Regions from separate parts of the Sus scrofa genome. Here region 2 is linked to region 1. A link is a contact called in public Hi-C data. All regions are on one chromosome and are shown on one strand. The core of a region is the stretch at or near the end of the contact, and the rest is flanking DNA. Distances in the headings are between cores, read along the strand shown.

The links. A called contact is a pair of places that touch in the nucleus more often than the background predicts.
Region 2: a contact with region 1 is called in a Hi-C map of liver, with 1.9 times the contacts expected there. The contact joins two enhancer-like sites. A contact is called at or near these places in 3 of 47 Hi-C or Micro-C datasets (embryonic fibroblasts and liver).

What each region holds. Positions count from the first base shown.
Region 1 is chr10:57,509,023-57,515,000 of Sscrofa11.1, reverse strand. The region is part of intron 1 of PARD3 (partitioning defective 3 homolog); the gene reads left to right. Among named protein-coding and RNA genes, the nearest start is that of PARD3, 89 kb to the left of the region's middle. Within about 2 kb of position 1,845, at least 7 of the 83 cell types and tissues checked have an H3K27ac peak or open chromatin away from gene starts, as enhancers often do. A contact at or near this core is called in liver, where this site is marked.
Region 2 is chr10:57,671,674-57,677,979 of Sscrofa11.1, reverse strand. No RefSeq gene overlaps it. Among named protein-coding and RNA genes, the nearest start is that of PARD3, 74 kb to the right of the region's middle. Within about 2 kb of position 3,164, at least 4 of the 83 cell types and tissues checked have an H3K27ac peak or open chromatin away from gene starts, as enhancers often do. A contact at or near this core is called in liver, where this site is marked.

The sequences.
Region 1 (5,978 bases), core at 596-3,095:
AAAAAGACCCCTCTGAGGAGTGCCTGTAATGGGACTTTTCAGTACTTGTAGTAGGTGGTAGAGATGCTGGTAAATAAAGTTGAGCTGCCACGCGCGGTCAGGAAATCACTGGTTAGTCGTGACTTGGTTTGAGCTTTCACACATGATTAATGGTGTTATCTTTGGATTTTGGTATAAAGTCCAAGGAAGAGGGAAGCAAGTGTTTCACTGCCCTAGGGAGGCCCTTAGGTGTGCAGTGGACAGAGAGAAACTCCTCATTTCCTTTTCCTGGTCTGATCCCCGCCTGCTCCTTTCCGGCTGTGTCACCTCCCTTCCTCCAGAGGGCAGGAGAGAGGGGGATCTGAAGGGCGGGTGGGCAGTGGGGGAAGAGGCCGGGGACCCGGGTCTTTCGGAGGGCCTCCTGGGGGCCTGAGTCGGCTCGGTGCTGAAAGCTGAGGGATCTCTCAGGGGCTGACCCTCACCGATGGGGCTGAGAGCTGCCTGTCCCTGTATCCAGGGCTGCAGGTTTGTGTAAGACACACACAGATATTATGGTCTAAGATGGGCATTTTATATGCATTTTAAAGATGAAACCAAGATACTTCTTCAGAGCTGTAGCCACTGGCCTTCACCACAGCTCACGGCAACACTGGATCCTTCACCCACTGAGCAAGGCCAGGGATCGAACCTGCAACCTCATGGTTCCTCGTCGGATTCATTAACCACTGAGCCACAATGGGAACTCAAAACCAAGATACTTCTAAAGAGGCTTGGAAGCGCTTTGCGCTGGGGGAGGGCAGAAATCAGGCTGTCTGCATCTCAGACCTTCCTCCACAGGAAGCAGGGTGGACTCCATGTTAATGTTATCAGTGACTATTCGGTGCTTTGCTGTTTTCATAAGCTCGAAAGTCACAGGGATGGTGTGCGATGTTTCCTCTGATAGCTCCTGGGACATGGAACACTTTCCTCCTGGCTCTTTTTCAAGGAAAGATTAATTGCTGGGATCAATTTCACAAAAAGCTATTCTTTTTGAGATTCAGTCTTGTAAAAGTCTTCCTATTCCTTTTACTTTTTTTTTTTTTTTTTTTTTTTTTTTTTTGTCTTTTGTCTTTTGTCTTTTTGGGGCCACACTTGAGGCATATGGAGGTTCCTAGGTTGAATCGGAGCTACAGCTGCTGGCCTACACCACAGCCACAGCAACGGGGGAACCACATCTGTGACCTACACCACAGCTCAGGGCAATGCTGGTTCTTTAACTCACTGAGTGAGGGCAGGAATCGAACCTGCATCCTCATGGATACTAGTCGGGTTCATTACCACTGAGCCACGATGGGAACTCTCTTCCTTTTATTCTTACCCTATCAATTCTGAGCAGCTGGGAACCCTGAGCCTGGGCTTATTTCCCATTATGCCTGTCTCCTTGAATTTGGTTGGCTTGCTTCTTTGCTCGCCTCTTGTAAATATTTGCGAATTCATTACAGTATTTACTTTTCCTGTGGTTTAAGTTTAGACAAAAGATTTTGGCAAAAGGTGTGTAGCGTGCTGGAGAAACATTAAACTAGTAGCTGGGAGTTGGAAATTTTTAGATTTTACCAGTTAACATTTAATTTTCTGTTGTTATTCATGACCTCCAAATTCTTTGCCTTCACTGAAAGCTCAGTGGTTTCAGTGGCAAATAAAAGTTGTTTTATCTTCCTTGATGGCCTAAAAAGTGTTCTTTTTAGGAAGCACCTTAATTTGTAGGACATAGAGGGTTTTTGTGTTGCTTCTAAACAAATTTGGTTCAGTGGTTCAGACAATGTGATATCCACTCGCTGGTCAGCATGAGCAGAACGGTGAGAACTGTCATTGTCAGCGGTTAGTGCAAAGGACTACAGTAAAAGAACAGCCCTCCAGGTAGGAGCTGAGTGCAATTTATCTCAGGCTAGAAGAATACATTTTCTTTGCAACAGCCTCAAACTCAGACCTGCTCTGTAGAAGAGGTCTTTCAAGAAGATGATCACCCATGATCCCCCCCCCTTTTTTTGGGCCACACCTGGGGCTAGAGGTCACATTGGAACTACAGGTGCTGGCCTGCACCACAGCCCCAGCAATGCTGGATCTGAGCTGCATCTGCAACTTACACCACAGCCTGTGCCAATGCTGCATCCTTAACCCACTGAGCGGGGCCAGGGATTGAACCCGCATCCTCATAGATACTAGTAGGATTTGTTTCTGTCGCGCCACAACAGGAACTCCCATAATTTTGTTCTTTGACATTTTCCTGAATGAGAAAAGAAAAAAAGGCACAGAGAGATTAAAGACATAGCTCAAAGCCTCTTTTAGGGATGTTGATAATGATGACTTCATCATGTATTCGTTCATGGAGATACAGATATCTTCATGATACAGAGACCCTTCCCATGGAAATTTGTAGCTGTAACATTCTGGAATTTGGGGAGCAAAGCTGGGTAACTTAGAGTGAGAGAGCTGGGTGGCTGGGTCAGAGTGTGGGCTGCTGCCCCTCTCCCATTGCTTTTGGCATTATGTCATTTCCTTTTAATTTTGAGATGATCAAATAAGCATACCTGTGAAACTCAAGGCTGGGTTTATTACAGGTGAGTTTTGAGGCCAGGGGGTTACTGTGTCTTACTTAGCCTTCTCTCTGAGAATCCACCAGGGAAATTTCTTCCTGGTGATACCTACAGCCGTAGTTCTCTTAAGAGCGTGTGTCAGTAACAGGGGTTGCCTTCTAGCCCAGGCTACTAGAATCCTCACAGCCAATCTGGAGACTTAATGGAGTGCATTCTGAATATGGCTCTGGGCTGCGTCTTAGTTTTCTAGGTTTAATCACTATATTCTTGATTTCAGATTGTTAAAAAGTAATCCTGCTGCATTATGCAAATTTTTAAAAAAATTTGCTTTTTAGGGCCGAACCCGGGGCACACGGAGGTTTCCAGGCTAGGGGTCTAATTGGAGCTGCAGCTGCCAGCCTACACCACAGCCACAGCAACTTGGGATCCGAGCCGCGTCTGTGACCTACACCACAGCTCACGGCAACGCCAATGCCGGATTCTTAATCCACTGAGTGAGGCCAATCCTAATTCTTGAAAGAGTTTATGTAAAATTGGCATGAATTCTTCCTTAAATGTTTGTGAGAGAATTCACCAATGAAGCCCTCTGAGTGTGGACTTATCTTTCTGGGAAGGTTTCAAATTATGAATTTATGTTTTGAAAGAGGGATGTTCAAATTTTCGGTATTTTTTGATATCAGTTTTGGTAATTTGTGTCTTTCAAGGAATTGGTCATTTCATCTAAGTTGTCAAATTTATCAGCATAAAGTTGCTCCTAATAGTCTATTATTAGCTTTTTAATATCTGTATGATTTGTAGTGATGACCCTTTTGCATCCCTGGTATTTTACTTTATGATTTCTCTTTTTCTTTGATTAATATAAATAGGGATTTGTCAGTTTTATTAATTTTTCAAGGACTCAACTTTTGGTATGGTTGATATTCTCTATTTGTCCATGTTCTATTTCATTGCTGCATCATTTAGCTTTATTATTGTCTTTTTTCTTACGTTGGTTTAATTTGCTTGTCTTTTTTTTTTTCCTACGCTTATTAAGGCACAAACTTAGATAATTGCTTTTAGACCTTTTTTCTTTTTTTAACATAAGCATGTAGAGCTATAAATTCCCCATCGAGCATTAGCTGCTATCCACAAAATTGTGATATGTTTGATTTTTATTATCACTCAGTTCAAAACCTAATTTCCCTTGTGAGTTTTTTTTAGCCTTGAGTTATTTAGAAGCATGTTCCTTAATTTTAAAGTGTCCAAAAATTTGGAGATTTTCCAAATATCTTTATTATTGATTTATAATTTATTTCTGTGCCTAGGGGACAGACACTATATTATTTCTGTACTTTGAAATTTACTGAGACTTGTTTTATGACTCAGCCTGTGGCTGAATTTTGGGTGACTGTTCCCCATGTACTTGAAACCCTTTTTGCTTCTTATTTTATCTAGAAGAGGAAAGACAAGTTGGATTGAGAACAAAACAGCATCTCTTTCCAGGCTGAGGTGTGGGAGTGATACAGGCTGTTGTGTTCACAATGACTTTCTTGGTGTATTTCCTGTGGGAGGGGATGGGGGGGTCCCCTCCCTGTAGGATTGACCACAAAGCTACAGTAATGAAACAGGAGGCAATTTAGTGTATGAAAGGAAGATTGCTTAATTGGTTTCTTCCTCAAATTGCAAATTCACTCTCATTCTTTGGTCAACTCAAAAAATGACAGAAATATGATTTGTTTTACTGAAATTCCATTTTTCAGTGGTAGGACTTTTACATAATATTGTACAGTTCTTCCTCAGTATCCATGGGGGCTTGATTCCAGGACCCCTTAAACACCAAGGTACCAAGATCTGTGGATGCTCAAATCCTTTATATAAAGTGGCATAGTATTTGCATATAACCTGCCACATCCTACTGTCCACTTTAAATCATCTCTAGATAACTTATAACACCTAATACAATGTAAGTGCGATGTAAATAGTTGTAAATGAAATGTAAATGATATGTAAATAGTTGTAAATACAATGTAAATGCCATGCAAAATATGCTGGCATGTGGCAAATTCAAATGTTGCTTTTTGGAAATTTCTGGAACATTTTTTCCAAGTATTTTTCATCCACGCAATTGTTGGAATCCTTAGATGCAGAAACCGTGGATACGGAAGGCCGACTGTACATATTCCAAGGGTGATATTTTCATAGGTGGATGAACTGAGACTGGTTTGTTGTGAAATGACAGCGTTTATCCCCTCTGCATTTCCTAGTAAAATAAGTACTGAAATGTAATGTCTTGAGCCTTTTAAATCTTAATTTACAAATCTGTAGCTGGAGTGAGGCAGGTAGAATGAAAGACCCTGGGATAGTCAGGACAAAAATTATATCATCACCTTCTCTTATAGAATTTAAAGCAACAAGGGACTCTGTCAAATAATACAACCACTTGGCAACATATATTAAATTTGTTTTTCTAGGAATATTGATCTGATTGAATTGCACTAATTCCTAAACGTTGGATTTTTTTTTTTTTTGTTTGTTTTGTTTTGTTTTGGTCTTTTTGTCTTTCTCAGGGCTTCACCCGCTGCACATGGAGGTTCCCAGGCTAGGGGTATAATCAGAGCTACAGCTGCGGGCCTACACCACAGCCACAGCAACAAGGGATCCGAGCCACGACTGCGACCCACACCACAGCTCACAGCAATGCTGGATCCCCAACCCACTGAGCAAGGCCAGGGATTGAACCTGCAACCCCGTGGTTCCCAGTCGGATTTGATTCTGCTGCGCCACGACAGGAACTCCCCTAAACATTGGATTTTTTTTAAAAAGCGTTTTGCTTGTACTGGACTGTGATAGTTTGAAAATCAAAACAGGAGTTCCCATCGTGGTTCAGTGGAAATGAATCTGACTAGTATCCATGAGGACGCAGAATCGATCCCTGGTCTTGCTCAGTGGGTTAAGGATCTGGCGTTGCCCTAACTTGTTGTGTAGGTCGCAGACGTGGTTTGTGTCCTGTGGTTTGTATCCCATGTTGCTGTGGCTGTGTAGGCTGGCAGCTGCATCTCTGATTCCACTCCTAGCCTGGGAACTTCCACATGCTATGGGTGCGGCTCTAAAAAGACCGAAAAAAAAAAAAAAAATTAAGAACAGCATCTGTCTCCTGGCTGAGGTGTGAGCGTGATGCAGGCTGCAGTGATCGCAGTGACTCTCTTGGTGAATTTTCTGTGGGAGGGGATGGGGGCCCTTCCCCAAATGACCGCAAAACAAGAGGCAATTGTCGTGTAGAAAGGGAAGTTTGCTTAATTGGTTCCTTCCTCAAGCTGACAAAATGACAAATCACAACTGCAACCAAAATTTGTACCTCATTACTAATAATGCTAATGGATTGTTCAGCTCACCTAGGGTGAAAAAAGGGCAGAGGAGGCACTTCTGTGAAAGTTTGACTTCAAACAA
Region 2 (6,306 bases), core at 1,915-4,414, 160 kb before region 1:
TCGTCAAGTACTTTTGTTTGATAAGATGAGTTGGCATTTTTCATGTGGCAGATGGAAAGTTATTTGAAGGCTGGTTTTTATCTTACTTCACCTTCAGAGATGCTGTGTAGCCCACAGGCTGGCTGCGGTCAAGTACAAGGTGGGCAGTGAGCCTTGTCCGGCCTTAGCGAGGAAAGATAATCGCGAAGCCAGTGCCTTCTCCCCAGTTGTGTTACGAGCTCCTGATCTCCCCACTTCCCCAGGCTCCTTAAGATCCACATCTGAAGCCTGATTATCCTAAAGCAGGTCTCTGAAATCACACTGTGTCTGGTCAGACGGCTGACTAAGCCCTGCCAGGGACGGCTGTCCATGGAGGAGGGGGATGCTGACGTGCTAAGGTGTGTACGTATAGCAGCTGGAGTTAAAAATGCAGCCAGGGAGTTCTCGCTGTGGTGCAGGGGAAATGAATCTGACTAGGAACCATGTGGTTGCGGGTTTGATCCTTGGCCTTGCTCTGTGGGTTAAGGATCTGGAGTTGCCATGAGCTGTGGTGGAGGTTGCGGACGTGGCTTGGATCCTATATTGCTGTGGCTGTGGCGTAGGCAGGCAGCAACAGCTCTGATTAGACCCCGAGCCTGGGAACCTCCACATGATGTGGGTGCAGCCCTAAAAAGACAAAAGCCAACAAAACAAAACAAAACAAAGTAAAACATTATAAATCAACAATACTTTAATAGAAAATAAAATAAAATCATTAAAAAAAATGCAGCCAGGAGTTCCTGATATGGTCAGTGGGGTTTGATCCCTAGTCTTGCTCAGTGGGTTAAGGATCCGGGGGTGTTGTCATAAGCTGTGGTGTAGGTTGCAGATCTGGTATTGCTGTGGCTGTGGTGCAGGCCGGCAGCGGCAGCTCCAATTGGACCCCTGGCCTGGGAACTTCCATACGCCGGGGGTGCGGCCCAAAAAGAAAAAAAGAAAAAAAGCCCTGCAGACAGTCTGGTCCTAAAGCTGCGGCCAGAGGCGATGGGGTGGGGGGCCTCTGTGGTGAGGGAGCCCCGAGGTGCCCAGGAGCAGGATGGGGTGGGGGGCGGCGCTCACGGCGGTCAGCGGCACGGCGAACATGGGCCTTGGGAGGCAACCGGTCACAGGCAGCCAGAGGAGTCTTCCCCTGTCGGCTTCCCCGCCACCTGGAGGTCTGATCAAGGCCACCACAGGAGCCACAGACACAGGTTCCTGAAAGCTGCAGGGCAGGGGAGGCCTTTGCAAAGCAAGTTCACATTTCATCGCCATGCTCCCCCACGCTGTGCTCAGATATCACCGACCCGCGGCACCGTCTCAGTCTTGGGTGTGCGGCGCAGTGACGTGTGTGTACACGCAGCACCAGCTGAGCACTGCGAGCAGGTTCCTTAGCGTCCGCTACCCTTTATTCACAGACTCCTGTACTGGCACGCTTGTCACTGATGCGCATGATGCTCCTTCCAGCTGACAGAACCACTGCCGGGGAGACTCGGAACATTGGGGGAAACTGCTTTTGCAGTGAAAATATTGTTGCAAATTATTTTCTCTTCTTTTCTTTCTTTTTTTTAGGGCCACACCCAAGGCCTATGGAAGCTCCCAGGCCAGGGGTCTGGCAACACCAGATCTGAGCTGCACGCGACCAATGCCACAGCTTACAGCAACGCTGGATCCTTAACCCACTAAGAGAGGCCAGGGATCCAATCCGCATCCTCACAGAGACACCATGTCAGGTTCTTGACCCGCTGAGCCACAGCAGGAACTCAAGGAAAACCATTTTCTGAAGGAAGGAGAAGGCAGCTGAAGAGACAGGGAGCGGGCTTCTGCCCACCTGTGCGGGCCCAGGGCGGGGTGGGTCCCACATGAAGCCAGGGACATGAATGCAGACCTCAGGGGCCCTGTCGCAGGCCTGGACGCACTGACACACACGGCAGAGAGAGGCCAGCTCCGGGGGACCTACCGCCACCCACCACCTGGAGAATGAGGCCGGGGCGCCGGTGGCCTCGCCCCTCACATGCTGCCCTGGGAATCGGACAGGGCCATGGCCTGACAAGGGAGCGCCCGGGGCTGGGGGAGGGGGAAGGCCCATACATGAAATCAAAACGGAGATTTTTTTCCAAGAGAGAAAGCTCTGAGAAGCGCACTAACAGGAGCCCTGGGTGTGAGGGGACATGCGCCTGTTCCCCGGATCCTGGCTTTCTCACTCTGGCTGGGCTGTGGGGTCAGGCCTTGCCCCGGGAGGCTGGCAATCACAGTTCTGAGCGTTTAAAACAACAGCAACAATGACAGAGCAGGGAGCAGTTTCTCAGGGCTGCCTGAGAGGCTGTCTCCCGGGCTTAAGTCCTAATTTCGCCCCAAATAAAACTGAACTCTCAGGGAAAAAAAAAAAAAAAGCAGCCGTGCACCCATGGGTACCTCGAGGTGCTCAAAGAGAAGGGAGTCAGCAGGCTGACCAGAGACCCTGACTGCAGGGAGAGCCGCGTGTATCAAAAGCCCTTGCATCCTCACCCCCTCATTCCACCCCTGCCCCCAGGCCGCAAAGCAAAAACGAAACAAACCCCAGCAAAACGCAAAACAAGCCAAAAACACATACACACAAGAGCAATGGCAGCTAGCTTCCAGGTAGAGGGTTGTGGAAAAAAAGCCCAAACTAGATTTTCTTTTTACTCTCTCTTTTTTTTTTTGGTCTTTTTAGGGCCACACCCTCGGCATATGGAGGTTCCCAGGCTAAGAGTTGAATCAGAGCTGCAGTCACTAGCCTACGCCACTGCCACGCCAGATCCGAGCCACATCTGCCACCTACACTGCAGCTCACAGCAACACTGGATCCTTAACCCATTGAGCAAGGCCAGGGATCAAACCTGCGTCCTCATGGATACTAGTCAGATTTGTTTCCGCTGAGCCAAAACAGGAACTCCCAAACTAGATTTTCAAGTCTGCCTGGAATTCCAGCCCTGTTTATGCTCCTTTCCAAGTGGTTAAGTCAGTGATTCCCAGCCCTGGTTTAGGACACCCCCCAGGGGTCTTTATTCCAAGGGCCATTGTACAATTCTAACAATAAAATGATTTTAAGTCCCTGTGCTTTAAAATAAGCTCACACCTTGTACAAGCTCAAAGCACAGACTTTCGGAGGGAAAGAGATTGTGAAATCAACAAACAGTCTGATTCCAAGAGGCCAGCCACAGCAATCAAAACACCGCTCTGGATCTGGATAACACCTTGCGGCTTCGAGGGCGCTTTCTGATTCCTGAGCTAGTGACTGAATGTGCGGATTCACACAAAAGCTGACTGTTCTGGCCTCCACACTGCACTGCAGGGAGGAGCACACGTGCCCTCCCTCTGGCACGAATGCATCGCCTCGTGGCTTCTCTGTGACGTGTCCATCAGCAGCTGATGGCAGGAGCACTGTCTGGGCATCGAGGCCCCAATTCATGGTCACAGAGAAGGAAGCGGAGTCTGCTCCAGGCTTGGCTCAGCCCCTGGATCAGGCTCAGCTGGCAGCTCTGGGGCAGCAGCTCGAGGAGCTGCCGGGGCCAGAGGCGGGTGCCCCACTCTAGAACTTTCCCTGGCTGACAAGGGAAGTTTACAAGGGGAAAGGGAGGTATTAAACCCCACGTGATCAATGTCTTTGTCAAGGACATAACTGCCAAGGATGTCTTCTTGGTGGTCGTCCGTCTGGATGTGTCTTCCGTGTGCCGTGTCCCTGGAGTCTGGGGAGGCCTGGGCCTGGAGGAGATGGTAGGTGGGACCTGAGACAATGGCCGGGGGAGAGAGGCCCGCTCTGTGGGGTCAGTGCTCCTGAGCTTCGCTTCAAGGTGGGCAGAGTGGCCCTCCACATGCCTTGGACTCAGCCAACAGTGACGTCTGCCATTTTTCCAGATCTGGGAGTGGAGCCTCAGGCCATCAGGTACGAAGGCCACCATCCCCAGAGCCACTGCCCTGACTGCTGGTAACGCTGGTGCCTGTTTGGCTATTTCCTGGAACTAACAAGGCGCTTGGGGATTCAAAGAGCAATTTCCTTTTTCTAGGTTCTGCCCCGCCAAGTGCTTCCCGGCAGTCCAAGTAAGTTGCTAATAGAAAGTTCCGATAGGACGTAACAGCTTACAAAGTGTCTGAACAAATGACAATGCACCTCTGCACACAGTCCATGAGGCACAATCCTGCTGTCCCCTGAGGATGCTCACTGCGGGGGCAGGCGTGCAGGGCTTTAGTTGCTCCAGGCGGCAGGGAGCGGGTATTCGTTTTCCTATTTTGCAGATGAGGGAATGTGAGGTCAGCTGAGCTAAGAGTTCATAAGCAGCAAGGCCCAGCCTGGAATCTGGGTCTATTTCATCCAGGGCTCACACCCCTGCCAGCCTCGGTGGAATTCCTAGAACTGAGTTGTGTTCAGAGAAACAAGGGCCTGCATAGGACGGGTGCCTGCATCCATAACGGGTGGATGTTTATTTTAAAATGACAAACACCATGGAAACTGGACAACAAAGAGCAATTTTCTTCTCTTTTTATGACTGCACCTGTGGCACATGCAAGTTCCCAGGCTAAGAGTTGAATTGGAGCTGCAGCTGAGGCCTACACCACAGCCACAGCTATGCCTGATCCCAGCCACATCTGTGACCTATGCCACAGCTTATGGCAACGCCAGATTCTCAACCCACTGAGCAAGGCCAGGGATAGAACCCACACCCTCAAGGACACTATGTCACGTTCTTAACCCACTGAGCCACAATAGGAACTCCCAAATTTGGTTTTAAAGAAAATAAGTACAAGACCAAAACTGAGAGAAACAGTATGTGTTATAGAAACACAATCTGAAGACGTTCAGAAGACCTTCCACTTAGTCAAGCAAAGTTTCTTCCTCTCCTCCTGCCTCTGGCCTCACCCTGCTCAGGGCTGGCCCACCTGTTCACTACCCCCTGCAGAGCTGACGTGGGCGCCTCCTTGTGGTTTTGATGCCTAGTGGGCAGGATGGCTGTGGGCTTCTCATGGGAGAGGAAGAACTCACTGAAAAAATAGTCAAGGGCAGAGAAGTGACTCAAAAGCTGCTAAGACCAGCCAGAGAGAGAGGATACAAATAACGGGGCTTAGGTATCTGTCTCCAGAAATCTAGTCTAATAGGTACACTGAATGTTTTAAAGAATGAGCTGAAGCTGGAAACATAAAAATGCACATGACAGGAGTTCCCATCGTGGCACAGTGGTTAACGAATCCGACTAGGAACCATGAGGTTGCAAGTTTGATCCGTGACCTTGCTCAGTGGGTTAGGGATCTGGCGTTGCCGTGAGCTGTGGTGTAGGTTGCAGATGTGGCTTGGATCCCGCGTTGTTGTGGCTCTGGCGTAGGTCGGCAGCTACAGCTCCAATTGGATCCCTAGCCTGGGAATCTCCATATACCATGGGAGCGGCCCTAGAAAAGGCAAAAAAAAAAAAAAAAAAAAAATGCTCCACCAGCTTCATTGGGAATTTGATTAAAATTGCATTAAATCTTAGCTTTGCCCTGATGGCCAGAAATTTTTGTTTTTTGCTTTTCCCCACCCCACCCTGTAGTTTCAAATAATGTGAATTAAAAAAAAAATGCACATGACATCAACAGTTCAGGTGTGTCGTGAATGACACACACGCAGTATGTACAACTAGACTGAGTACAATTTTCCAAACCATATGTGAAAATAATGCAGGAAATTAATAACTCTGGCAATCACATCAGCTGTAGATAACCAACACATAAACCCATGTGCTCCCAGAATTTGGCACAGTGTATCTACCTTTTAGGGAGTCACAACTAAAGCTGCAGAAGTACATCAAGATTCACTTAATCAGCTCAGGGATACTTTTTTCACTCCAAAATAAATAAATAAATAAAACTGAAAAATCTTTAGGGCAGTAAGACACGTTTCAGAAACATCTTTATTTCCTCTTTAAATTGGCCATTATCTGGCTATGTGCTTTTTAACTTATTTCAGTATTTTTACCACGTGTAGTTAGATTTGAATAAAAAAGAACTGTTATTCCCCAGGGTATAATATACATGAAAGAAAATGACTGTCCTGTATTCACACAAAGATAATTACGAAAGGGACAATCTGGGATCTACTTTATTTTCTGCAATTGTCATAAAAGGCAAATGTTTATTTTCACTTAGAAAGTGGGGTACATTATAAGACGGGATTAAGATAGCGGAACAGAAGGACTGGAGCTCCCCTTCTCTCATAAAACAACAAAACTACAACCAAATGCTGAACAACCTTCAACCAAATGGACTGGAAACTTTCAAAAAAATATCCTACTGCAGAAGACAAAGACGGGGCCATATCAA